Linked DNA regions of Muntiacus reevesi: regions 1, 2 and 3 are each linked to region 4. A link is a contact called in public Hi-C data. All regions are on one chromosome and are shown on one strand. Each heading gives the region's core, a stretch centred on a gene start, on an enhancer-like site or on the middle of the called end of the contact. The rest is flanking DNA. Distances are from core to core; before and after follow the strand shown. Region 1 holds the start of TRMT10A (tRNA methyltransferase 10A). Region 2 holds the start of DNAJB14 (DnaJ heat shock protein family (Hsp40) member B14). Region 3 holds the start of LAMTOR3 (late endosomal/lysosomal adaptor, MAPK and MTOR activator 3). Region 4 holds the start of EIF4E (eukaryotic translation initiation factor 4E).

Region 1 (2,700 bases), core at 36-2,535, 570 kb after region 4:
AACTATGCACTAGTTTGTTCAGATTAACCTGTTAAGTAAAATATAAACACCATGGCAGTCTGCATTCGTCCCTCACATGCAGTGCTATTCACAGCACATTTTAATTCATTCACCAGGTTCGACCAACTTTGTAGCAATTACAGAAATAACTGCGCCAAATTTAGTTTACTTAAGCACTGAATTTTTTTAAATGGTTCCTTTAGTTAGATATAGATCATCTGGTGGTTTTATGAAACTAATTATGAATAAAGATGACTAATGCAATCTGGTGTGGGACAGAAAAATTAAAAAATTGTATCTCCATTATCCTTGTATTTCCACTTCTTAGCAAAACTCCTGGCAGGGAGAACACACATCATGAGTGTGACTGACCGAAAGTTTGAAAAAAAAAAAAAAAAAAAATTCATGGCTTTACTGATTGGGCTAAAGTCTCAGTAATTTATAACACAGCCTCCCTTCCAGAAACATCCAAAGGAATGTCGAAATAACCGCAGAACGGAATTAAATGACATAATGGTGGTAAAGAAGGAATACCCTTTTTTAAAACGTGCTTTAACAGCACCTGCAGCAACTTCCCCCTGGGCCTCTCCCCACATTTCACAGCGCTCAGAGACATCAGCCCTGGTAGGAAAAATGAGGTTTAAACACGAAAAGCGACTTGCCCACGGTCTCTTGCCAACAAGGGGCACAACCACAACTCATTTTCCGGCCCTTCAGAGTCCAGATTTCCCTCTCCCTTCATTCTTGGGAAGCGAACACAGTTCACATACTAGGACCCGTATGTCGACCCCCAAACAAAAGTCTACAGCAAGAGGACCTATACTAGTGGGCGGAGCCGAACCCGACTCTAGCCTCCAGGTCACCCAAGCGCGGTCGCATTACAGAGGCGGGGTTAATTTGCAGCCGACGAATCAGAAAGCTGTTTGGCGAGGCGAAGGGGCGCGCTCTCATACGTCACTTCCTTCCGGAGCTGCGTTTTTGCTACCATTTTCCATTATCCCACTTCCCTCTCCCCCGGAAGCCCTATTGCTAGTGGAAGGCGGGACCGGCACGCGCTTCTTTTGCTCTCGGATTATATCAGAGTAGAGGAGCGCTAGCCTCCGCGCCAAGAGACTTACCGAACAGAGGAGTTGTCGGGGAATCTGATTATCTCTCAGAAAGCTTTTTGTAGTGGTCTTTACCACTCGAGAAGGTCCTCTTTTGGAAACTTCAACTCCCAGAGGCAGAGCCGGGAGCTGCACGTAGGAGGCTACGGAGGTTACGTCTTTCGTCAGCCCACTGCGCCAACTCCGGACCCGCAGTGGGAGAAAGGGGCGGGGTTTGTGTGGGGCGGGGTCTGGGGTTAGGGTTTCTGGAGTGGGAGGTGTTTGAGTAATACCTGTTTTTCCAATTCAAGGCAGCCGTACACCTGCAGGCATTTAGGCATATATCCTCGTGGGGATGGCGAGGGATGTTAAGACATTCCTGCTCTTAAAAATGACCAACACTAATAAAGGGCTTGTAATTCTTCCGTGTTTGAGATGAGAGGAAAGCATCTGTTGCCTAAATTATTTGTATTTATAATACAGGAGGCTTTCAGTATCACATAATTTTACACAACTGAAGTGGAAAATTAGATTTTAAAAGTGAATCAAGCGCCCAATAAGATGTAATTAAATCTAGACTGTTTACGCCTTTTCTTTCTTACAACCATAAGTCTTACTCTCCATTGATTCTTTGAGCTGTTTTTCATATACTGTTTTGTAAGACATTGGGTGACGTTTCATTGTTTATAATGCCTGACTTTACTATGTAACCTTTTTGCTATATATAGATTAAGTCACCTGAGGAAGACCTGTAACATAATCCGGTTGGTGGTCATTTTCTATTTAGTTTTTAATTTGGGCCTACTTCTAATAAGTGATTATTGCAGAATTCGAAGATAAGAATGATGTTTGAATCAAAGAATAGAAGACTGCCCTCTAAGTATGGAAAGAACTCTGGAGTGATTTATACTTGATATTTGAAAACATTCTAGCATGTTTAAAGGTTTCTGTGAATAGGAAATTAAATTCCAGATTTGACTTTTCTGAATTGTAAATTCTGTAAATTTAGTTACAAAACTGAAGTCACTCTTGCTTTAAATCGTCGAATTTTACATGAAACACTGTCACTACAACATGGTTGTAGGCCACACTGTCTGTTTCCTCATTATGTCAAGTCCAAAAGATCTTTTAACTAAGAATTGGCAAAGAAGTCTGGATCCATTTCTGATCTGTTAGTAGGGCATCTTTTTTCAGCTACCTCCATATCAGGCCAAAGAGTAGCTGAGGGAGGATTAGTAATTGGATATTTAGCCCTTCACATGTAGGTCATTGAGCTCAGGCTGGCATAGTGATGCGCCAAAACTTTCAACAGCTGTTCAGTTGCCCCTCAGGGATCTGTTTTATGAATAATTATATATTTTTCAGTGCTAGTACCTGATACCCTTATTAAAACAAAAATTTTAAGTTACTTAAAACACCCTCATGTGTTTTCTTTTGACATAGCCATTTAACTTTACAGTCATAGGGTGTGAAATTTAAAATGATTCTAGTATCATCCAAAGCTGCACTAGTAAAAAATGGACAGTTTAATCAAAGATACAGAAAGCATATAGAAAATGCAGGAAGGCAAAAACCATAATATGAAACAGTATTATTTTCATTAATTTGTAAAACT
Region 2 (2,700 bases), core at 137-2,636, 880 kb after region 4:
ATTTTCTTCTTAACATGGAAATATCCTGAACCTCAAGTGAAACTGTATCCTACGGACCAGATAATGGAATGTCATGGTTAAAGGCCTTTTGGAGCTGGAGAGCTCAAATACTATTCTGACTTTGCTACAAATTACTGTGTGACCTTGGGTAAGATATTTTCATTGATTCACTCATTCATTCATTCACTCATCAAAAGGTCTGTTTCCGTATGAGTGAGCCTGGTCAAATGAATCCTAGGATCGATTTGAGGAATAAATGAAATAAGTCATATAAAACAGTAGGTATTTCACAAGCACTCACTAAGTGCTGGCTATAATTACTTTAGAGCCTAGAGAGCAAGAGAAGAGCAGGATTTCGACTAAAGGAAATCCAATGCTCTGTTCCTAAAGATGTGCCTCATTTGTCGATAATTATGGTGCTATCAAATCGGATACTATTCAGCAAACCCTCACTGACTCTTGTCATTCTTGTGGTCCTCTCTTCTAAAGAACTCTTTCCCAGGGAAAAGCAATGTCATCTCAGGTGTTCGAAAATGTTTGCTTTGGGAACAGCGTTTTCTACCCCAGAGGCGGTGGAACCAGGGACCTGTACATTAACCACTGAGTTCCCTGTTCCTCTCACTTCACTAGGCCTTAATCGCGGATAAGGATGAGGAGGGAGGGGGTCACACAACCACACATCCAGATATAAAACCCCATCTGGTAAGACAGGACCAGATGAATCTCCTGGGAGAATGACAGCTGGATATTCATGAAAACCGATAGGGGAACCGGCAACTCCAGCCGGGTGCCTCAGAGCCGGCATCTCGCAGGTAGGCCGGTGAGGAGGGAGTCTCGCGGAGCCCACGGCCGGCCCGGCCGAGATGTTCAGGGCCCGAGCGGGGGTGTGTCGGCGAGGAGCGTTCTGGGGGTCCGACCGGAAGGGTCAGGCGGGTGGGGGGCTCCGCGGCTCCCTGAGGGGCGAGGGTGGGGGCGGCGCGGGCTGCGCGGCGGCCCGGGGACAGGGCGGGGACGAAAGGGACCGAGGGCCTCACCGCGGGCCGAGGGCAGTGGGTAGAGCTTCTCGGCCTTCTGAAGGAAGCGCTGGGCCTTCTCGCGGTTGCCGGCGTTCAGGGCCTCCCGGGCGATCTCCACACATTTCTCCGCCTCATCCCGGTTCCCCTCCATGGCTTGCGCCTTCTTCCGTTTCCTGCGGGAGCTCAGCAACGAGGGGCGGAAGCCGCCGCCGCCGCTGAGGAGGCAAGGCCGGCCGGGGCTGGGGGCGTGCGAAGGCGAGCGGGGAGGAGCGCAGGCGACCGCGGCGGCGGGGCCGGAGCGCACTGGCGGGCTCGCAGCTCCGCCTCCTCACGGCGGCCTCCCCGCCCCCCGCGGGTCGCTACGGCGCGAGCCGCGTCCCTCTGGTCCCCGGACTGGGCTCCACAGCCGGGCCGTCAGAACCCGCTCATTGGTTCTTGCCGGCGCAGACAGGCTCCGGGTCAACCGACCTGGAGGGTGAGGGGGGTGTGCGGGCGGTATCAGGCCGGCTGGCCGCCGGAGGGGCTCCCCTGAAGGGGTTCCGTCGCGGCGTGGACCCAGCCGCCAGCCTCAACAACGCGGTGCCCTCCAACCCCCAGCGCGGCCCGCGAAGGCGGCAGCCCCCCTTCCTAACGACTGGGCAACGAGTGAGGGTGGGGACATTCGTTTTCAAGAAAATTCCCAGGCATCAAAGGCCCCGCCCCCCGGCCCCCTTCAGCCTAGGTCAGCCTAGGGAAAATTCGGTCAGGTGTGGACCCAGCTGCCAGTCCCCGGGACACTGCTTCCGGCACAGCTGTTCAGGAACCCAGTAAGGCGTCCTTTGACCCTAATTCGTTTCATTGCCTTATTTCATTCATACTCCATTTTTCTGACTCAGTGCCATTAAACTCTTAGTACATCCCAAGAGGTACAAATCGAACACTTAAGATAATGTGTAGTTCGCACTTATTCTGGTGAAAACCAAAACGCTAGTAACCATGAGCAGAACAGGGCAGGAATCAGCTCTTTGGCAATGTATTACCTCTATAGGTAAACTTGGTTTTCTGCCTTCTCCCATTTTAATCATCACCCTTGTGAAATACTCGCCATGTTGGTATCCTCAGTGAAGGCAAAGGGCCCACCTTTTGCTTGGTATTAAGAACGTGCCAGAAACTAAGTGTCAAAATGATCCACTTAACCTAATTACAAAGTAACTATTTTCACACATTGTTCGGTAAAGATACTGTCTGCATAGCAGCAAATAAGTAACTCAGGACTTTCAAAGAAATCTTGATTCTCCTCTGTTAAATGTGAATAGTATGTTCCCCAAAGATGTTACCACATACTGAACAATTTAATACAAGTAACCTTCAAAACAGCGTGTAGCACACTGAAAACCTTATCAGTCTAAACTGAGAAGTACCTTCCGTGTAGGTAGCTACATACAGGATTTTCCTACCTGGCCTCTGCTCCCCACCCCCACCCAAGTCCGCACAGTACTCTGGTGTAGTGCTGCTAACACAAACAGCAAACACAGCTAAAGAACTGAGATGGTTAAACTTAGCCTAAAAAACATCAACTTGTGCTGAAGTTTTAAAATCTTTTAATAGTTCATTACACAGCATTTAAAAAAAAATACTTGGGCCTTTTAACTTTGTTGATCTACAGACAGAATTAACAGTGATTTCAAGGGAAGAAATGTGCTTA
Region 3 (2,700 bases), core at 198-2,697, 830 kb after region 4:
ACGCAGCAACAAACTAGCTGTGTAATCTGAGGAAGTTATTTGATCCTTCTGTGACTTAGCATCATCTATTAACACAGTGATAATAATAACAGTGCATATCTCATGAAAGTTACTGTAATAATTAAATAAGCATATGTTCAATGTTCCAAAGAATATTTAGCATGTATGTAAGCAAAATGTGCGTGTGTTAGTTGCTTAGTCGTGTCTGACTCTTTGCAACCCCACAGACCGCAGCCCACCAGGTTCCTCTGTTCATGGGGTTCTCCAGGCAAGAACACTCGAGTGGGTTGCCATTTCCTTCTCCAAAAGGAACTATAGAAAGAAAGTGAAGTCGCTCAGTCGTGTCTGACTCTTTGTGACCCCATGGACTCTAGCCTATCAGGCTCCCCCACCCATGGAATTTTTCAGGCAAAAATACTGGAGCGGGTTGCCATTTCCTTCTCCAATATAAGCAAAATAACAGTATGTAAAAATATAACAGCATGTAAAATATAAACAAATATAAATATTAATAATAATTCCCTGTTGTTTTCAGAAACTAGTACAATTAAGTTTCCTAAATGTAGAATTTTAGTTGTATTGCTGTGTTAAAAAGGCAATGGTTTTATAAATCATCTGCAATTGCTACAGTGAACCAAAGAGACATAATTGGAAAAAGATTCAGAGCAGCAAACCATCATTTAGAAACTGAAATGGTAAATATGCAGAACCTGTCTTATGCCCGCAGAACTGGGGCGTGGGAAAAATAAAACTGTCTCAACCTCAGGCACCTTTAGTGTCTTCTACCCCCATTCCAGGCAGAAACTCAGGGCCCTGAAAATTACTCCTTTAGTCTCTGACTTCAGATCCTAGACAGAGTAATTGGAGGGAAGCGGTAAAACGAAACAAATTTCTATTTGGGAAGCGCTACCTCTCCCCACCCAGTAGTCTCAACCTACTCTCCACTCTCCCCTTCCTATTATGTGGGGGTGTTAACTCACATCCGCCATGATGAACCCCTTTCTCCCGCAGGATCAATCTCCACGCCTGAAAGAGAAACTCCAGGTGACTCTCCCCTCAAGACTTCCTCTCCCTCCCCACCCCCAACCTAATAAGCAAATGTCAGCTCTCCGCTGGGTCAGGCAAGGATCCACGGCCCCAGGGCTCCAGTCAGGGAGGCTGATTAGAGTCGGAGTTCCCAAATACTCAGGCGGGTAATCGAGATGCCTGACAGCCCACTCCACCCTCTAACCCCTCAAATCCAAGCTCAACCAGGAGGCGAAAGCGCCGTCTTTTCTTCCGTCTCACCGCCCGCACCACTTGCGGCCTAAACCACCGGGCAAAGTGGCTGCAGTTACCTGGGTTTCTGGGCTGCCTGGTTCTCTGAACTGTCACTTCAGGGACAACTTGTGGGACAGGTTCCTCTAAAAGCCGCAGTCACATGATTTATGACCTCTTCTGTGCTCCCGGAAGCACTTCCCAAGACTCCGACGCTAGGTGACGCTGGATTTCCGGGGAGGTACTTCGACAGGGCAGCGCGCATTTGCGCAATAAGCCCCGGCTCACTCCCCGCGGGTGCTTTTTGCGTCTGTGAGGAGTTCCAGCTGTCCTGGATCGCTGCACTTGAATAGAGATTGCTTTGAGATTGCGGAACCCTGAAGATTCCCAGAATACGCAAGGAAGAAAACGTATTTGTTTGGGGAGGGTGCATAAAATTCATTATTTTTTTTTAAGGGCCCGTTATCTTAAAACCTCTTCTTGTAGATGAATAAATTTAAAGGGGGTGGTGTTACATACTGAACAGCAAGCTCCAGATTGCCCGTGGTTAGAAGCCCAGGTCCGTCGGTCTCTGATCGTAATTTAATCATCTTTCGGCTTTCCCATGCGAGCTACCCTCGGACTGTGACTTGTCTGGATTGAATCAAGGATCCTTGAGCTTTCTGGAGATCTCATATATGTGTGTACATCAAGCTTCTACATATGCAGACATGGAGCAACCTTCTTTCGTTGGCTCTTGATTCAGAAGACCGTACTTTTAAGGACTGTCTATAATTTTTTATTTGGTGCATTGCTTATTTGCACATTGAGGGAAAACCTACAGTAAGTGGTAGGAGAATGAGGTCTCGGGGAACTTCTTTTCCACAAATCACTAAGTTCAGTTCAATTGCTCAGTCCTGTCCCAGTTTTTGCGACCCCATGGACTGCAGCTCGCCAGGCTTCCCTGTCCTTCACCAGTTCCCAGAACTTACTCAAACTCATGTCCATCTCATCCTTTGTCGTCCCCTTCTCCTCCTGCCTTCAGTCTTTCCCAGCATCAGAGTCTTTTCTAATAAGTCACCTTCGCATCAGGTGGCCAAATATTGGAGCTTCAGCAACAGCGTCAACCTTTCCAATGAAAATTCAAGGTTGATTTCCTTTAGGATTGATTGGTTTGAACTCCTTGAAATCCAAAGGATCCTTGAAAATAGAAGTGCAAAAGGAACCAGCTACAGACCAAGGTGTGGTGGAAAGATACTAATTTGCTAGGTACCCTTAGGAGGATGAAATGGTAAGTTACAAAGCACCTAGATATTACAAATGATCTTTGTCATTATAAGAGAACTTGACAGTTCCATAGCAACTGACATCATTGAATACCACTTCCTTTTCCTTCCTTTGATTTCTTAGCCTCTAGAACACTGCACTTATTTTACTCACCCAGTCTCCTCACTCTTAAAGGTT
Region 4 (2,777 bases), core at 192-2,691:
AACTACCATTAAAGATACACGAAAACATCTGGCAACGAAGGTCTGGAATTGGTTCCAGAGTATCAAAGGTTTACTGGCGAATGTATTACGCCTCTAAATTATCACTTAGATGCGACATTCCTAAAACGGCAACATAGGCCTAGAAGTTTCAGTGAGCCAGTGCCGGCAAAACCAAACTATGTCAAAGATACTCTCTCCTTTGAACGGTAACAATCAACTTTGTACTCTGGGATCAACTTGCTTCAAAGAAGTTTAAGATGATACCTAAAATGGGAGGGAAGCCAGTAGAACGGATAAAGAGAGAATCAAATGGAAAATTAACTTGAAAAGTTAAGTTTCTATTTCCAATAAACTGCGTCTGTGAAATCTTCCAGACGATAAAGACTCGGAAGAACAGACGGATCTAGACCCAGTCGCATTCTCTGAGGCGTGCGCACAGCGCGGAAAGGATGAATGAATGGAAGACAGGCGCGTGAGAAATGCAGCAGGTCCCGCCGGCAACCAGACCGGCAGCAGCTCTCCGTAGGCCTCGCTCCTCCCCCTTCCCTCCTCCATGACAGCCCGGTCTCGAGCACGGAGGGGCGAGGACAATGTGGTCCCCCTTCTAACCACCCCCCTCCGCCCTTTCATCCTCCTCTCAGATGTTTACCGCGCGGCACGGGGTTCTCCTCCCCACCCCAGACCTTTCTCGCCTCCCCTGCCGCCAACCCCGGCAACTCTCCGACGCGCTGGAGTAACATGCGCTCGCCCCTCTCGGCTCCCCGCGGCGAGGTCGCAGCTTCTCCGCGCGTGCCGCGGCACCACTCCCGCCCAACCCACCCTCTGGCAACGCGCGCCCACCGGCCTCCCGGCCCACCCGTCCAATGAACCCCGGCACGCGCGCCGCACCCGAGTCCCTGGGCTGGATAGAGGCTCGGGAGGGAGAGAGGGAAAGGCTGCCCCGGGGCTCCCTCCTCCATCTCATTCCAGGCCGGCTCGCCGCCCACCGTCCCTGCGGATCCCGACGCCTGCTCGGAGCCGGCCCTGCGCCCTCCTATCCCGAAAGCACAATTCCCACCACCCTAGCCCAGGGCCCCGAACACCCTCCATCCTCGTGGCCCCCTCAAGGCTCTGCCGGAGGCGCCGCGCCGCCCCTCCCCCACTTCTCTCCCCGAGCTCTCGGGCCCCCACCAGAACGTGTGCTCCACACGCCGTAGCGGCCAACCTCCGGGGCGCCCCCAGTTGTCCGCGGGGAGGTCAGGCCCAAGAAGAGGGGGAGGGGGCGGCAAGGGGTAGCATGCGCGCCGGGAACGCCGTCCCGCGGGGTCCCCCAGTCCGAAGGGAGACGGAGCGCGGGGACCGGTGGGGGTGGGGGCCAAAGGCAATACTCACCGGTTCCACAGTCGCCATCTTAGATCGATCTGCTCGCACAACCGCTCCTGAAGGGGGGGGTGAGAGGAAAAAAAGGAGATTCAAACCGGATTGGCCGGCTGCTGTTCACGTGACGGACGTGTCCGTTTGGCCCTGGCGGCGCCTGCGCAAGACTGCGGCTGCGTGTTTAACGAGAGGCTTCTGGGAAGTGAAGTCTCTCCCTTTTTTTTTTTTTTTTTTCTTTAAGGCAAAGAAGTTAAAAAAAAAAAAAGAACTGGTCACGTGGTCGATGGGTACGGTTCGCGGTTCTCGGCGCTGCGGACACTCGCGTTCTGCAGGGTGGTTTTCAGTGCCCTGCTCTTCCGCCTGGATAGATGCTGTCGCACTTACTGCCAGGCATGCCTCCTGTGCCCTTCGTCGCCCTGTCCTCCCATCTTCCCTGGAAGGTTGGGTACCGAAGCCTCAGCACGCTCAATAAGGCTTCATTTGCTTAGTTGAGGTCCTAGGACGAGTTGCCTGTGTGCTTATTTAATTTTCTTTTGACTTCTCACCATTTTCTCTTAGTTTTACAAAGAGTTGGCGATGGAGGATAGCTGTGTGAGCAGTCAACCCTCGCCGGCCCCTTGGCGCCGCTAGCACTGGTGGTCACTCATCGCCATCACTGCGAACGGGGTGGCGGCACCGCCCACTGTACCCACTTGCCACGGGTTGGGGGAGGGGGAGTGCACCCGACAGCTTTTCCTGTTCCGACTCCTGAAATTAAGACCTTAGAGTTAGATCTTGCGTGGAAGTAAAAATGATTTGCAAGTTGTGTCCTCTCGCTTCCACTGTTCTGCTTTAACGTGAACGGAAACAGCCCAAGTCCAGGTGCCAGCCAGGGAAGCCACTCCGGCCCCCGCTGACTAAGCCCTGGACTGACGGTCAGGAGTCGTTAGGCCAGGTCAACTATGACTCTTGACGTTGACTCATTCTCGTTAGGCAAGTGACTTAGTCAGTGCCTCAGCTTTTTCATTTATGAACCACAGATAATAATACACTTACCTCACAAGGGTTTGCTGTGCTAATGATTGTAACCAGTTTTGAAGAAGCATCGGACTCTATAAATGCTTCAGTAGGCAACCTCGTGTCTTCCTGAGGATCAGCGGCTTCCCTTAATTTTTTTTTTTAAAGCAATTAAAAAGTTTTTTCTTTTGTGTACTTTGTTACATCATCATGTACACGAATGCAATTTTAAAGTTTCAAGACAAGCTTCCCCCCTCCTCCTTTTTAACTCTAGCTACCCTCCACAGAGACTTTAATGTTCAGGAAAATATTGTTATATTCACAATAATCACTGGCAATTAGAAATTCATCCCCACTATGGCATCCCACATTTCCTTTCCATGTAAGATACTGTGCTGTCATTTCTCAAGACAGTATTACTCTGC

The links. Hi-C and Micro-C count contacts between places; a contact is called where the count stands out from the background.
Region 1: a contact with region 4 is called in a Hi-C map of muscle, with 5 times the contacts expected there. The contact joins the promoter of TRMT10A here to the promoter of EIF4E in region 4. A contact is called at or near these places in 2 of 3 Hi-C or Micro-C datasets (blood and muscle).
Region 2: a contact with region 4 is called in a Hi-C map of blood, with 5 times the contacts expected there. The contact joins the promoter of DNAJB14 here to the promoter of EIF4E in region 4. A contact is called at or near these places in 2 of 3 Hi-C or Micro-C datasets (blood and muscle).
Region 3: a Hi-C map of blood shows a contact between it and region 4, with 2.4 times the contacts expected there. The contact joins the promoter of LAMTOR3 here to the promoter of EIF4E in region 4. A contact is called at or near these places in 2 of 3 Hi-C or Micro-C datasets (blood and muscle).

The regions. Positions count from the first base shown.
Region 1 is chr16:24,178,878-24,181,577 of mMunRee1.1, reverse strand. TRMT10A (tRNA methyltransferase 10A) reads right to left here and starts at 1,285. Exons shown (of 8, transcript XM_065907321.1): 1 at 1,119-1,285. It overlaps MTTP (microsomal triglyceride transfer protein), which reads left to right and starts at 1,455. Exons shown (of 19, transcript XM_065907294.1): 1 at 1,455-1,849.
Region 2 is chr16:23,862,728-23,865,427 of mMunRee1.1, reverse strand. DNAJB14 (DnaJ heat shock protein family (Hsp40) member B14) reads right to left here and starts at 1,386. Exons shown (of 7, transcript XM_065907282.1): 1 at 1,035-1,386. The coding sequence starts at 1,138.
Region 3 is chr16:23,910,181-23,912,880 of mMunRee1.1, reverse strand. It overlaps LAMTOR3 (late endosomal/lysosomal adaptor, MAPK and MTOR activator 3), which reads right to left and starts at 1,447. Exons shown (of 7, transcript XM_065907466.1): 1 at 1,338-1,447; 2 at 981-1,026. The coding sequence starts at 989.
Region 4 is chr16:24,745,026-24,747,802 of mMunRee1.1, reverse strand. It overlaps EIF4E (eukaryotic translation initiation factor 4E), which reads right to left and starts at 1,441. Exons shown (of 7, transcript XM_065907545.1): 1 at 1,372-1,441. The coding sequence starts at 1,389.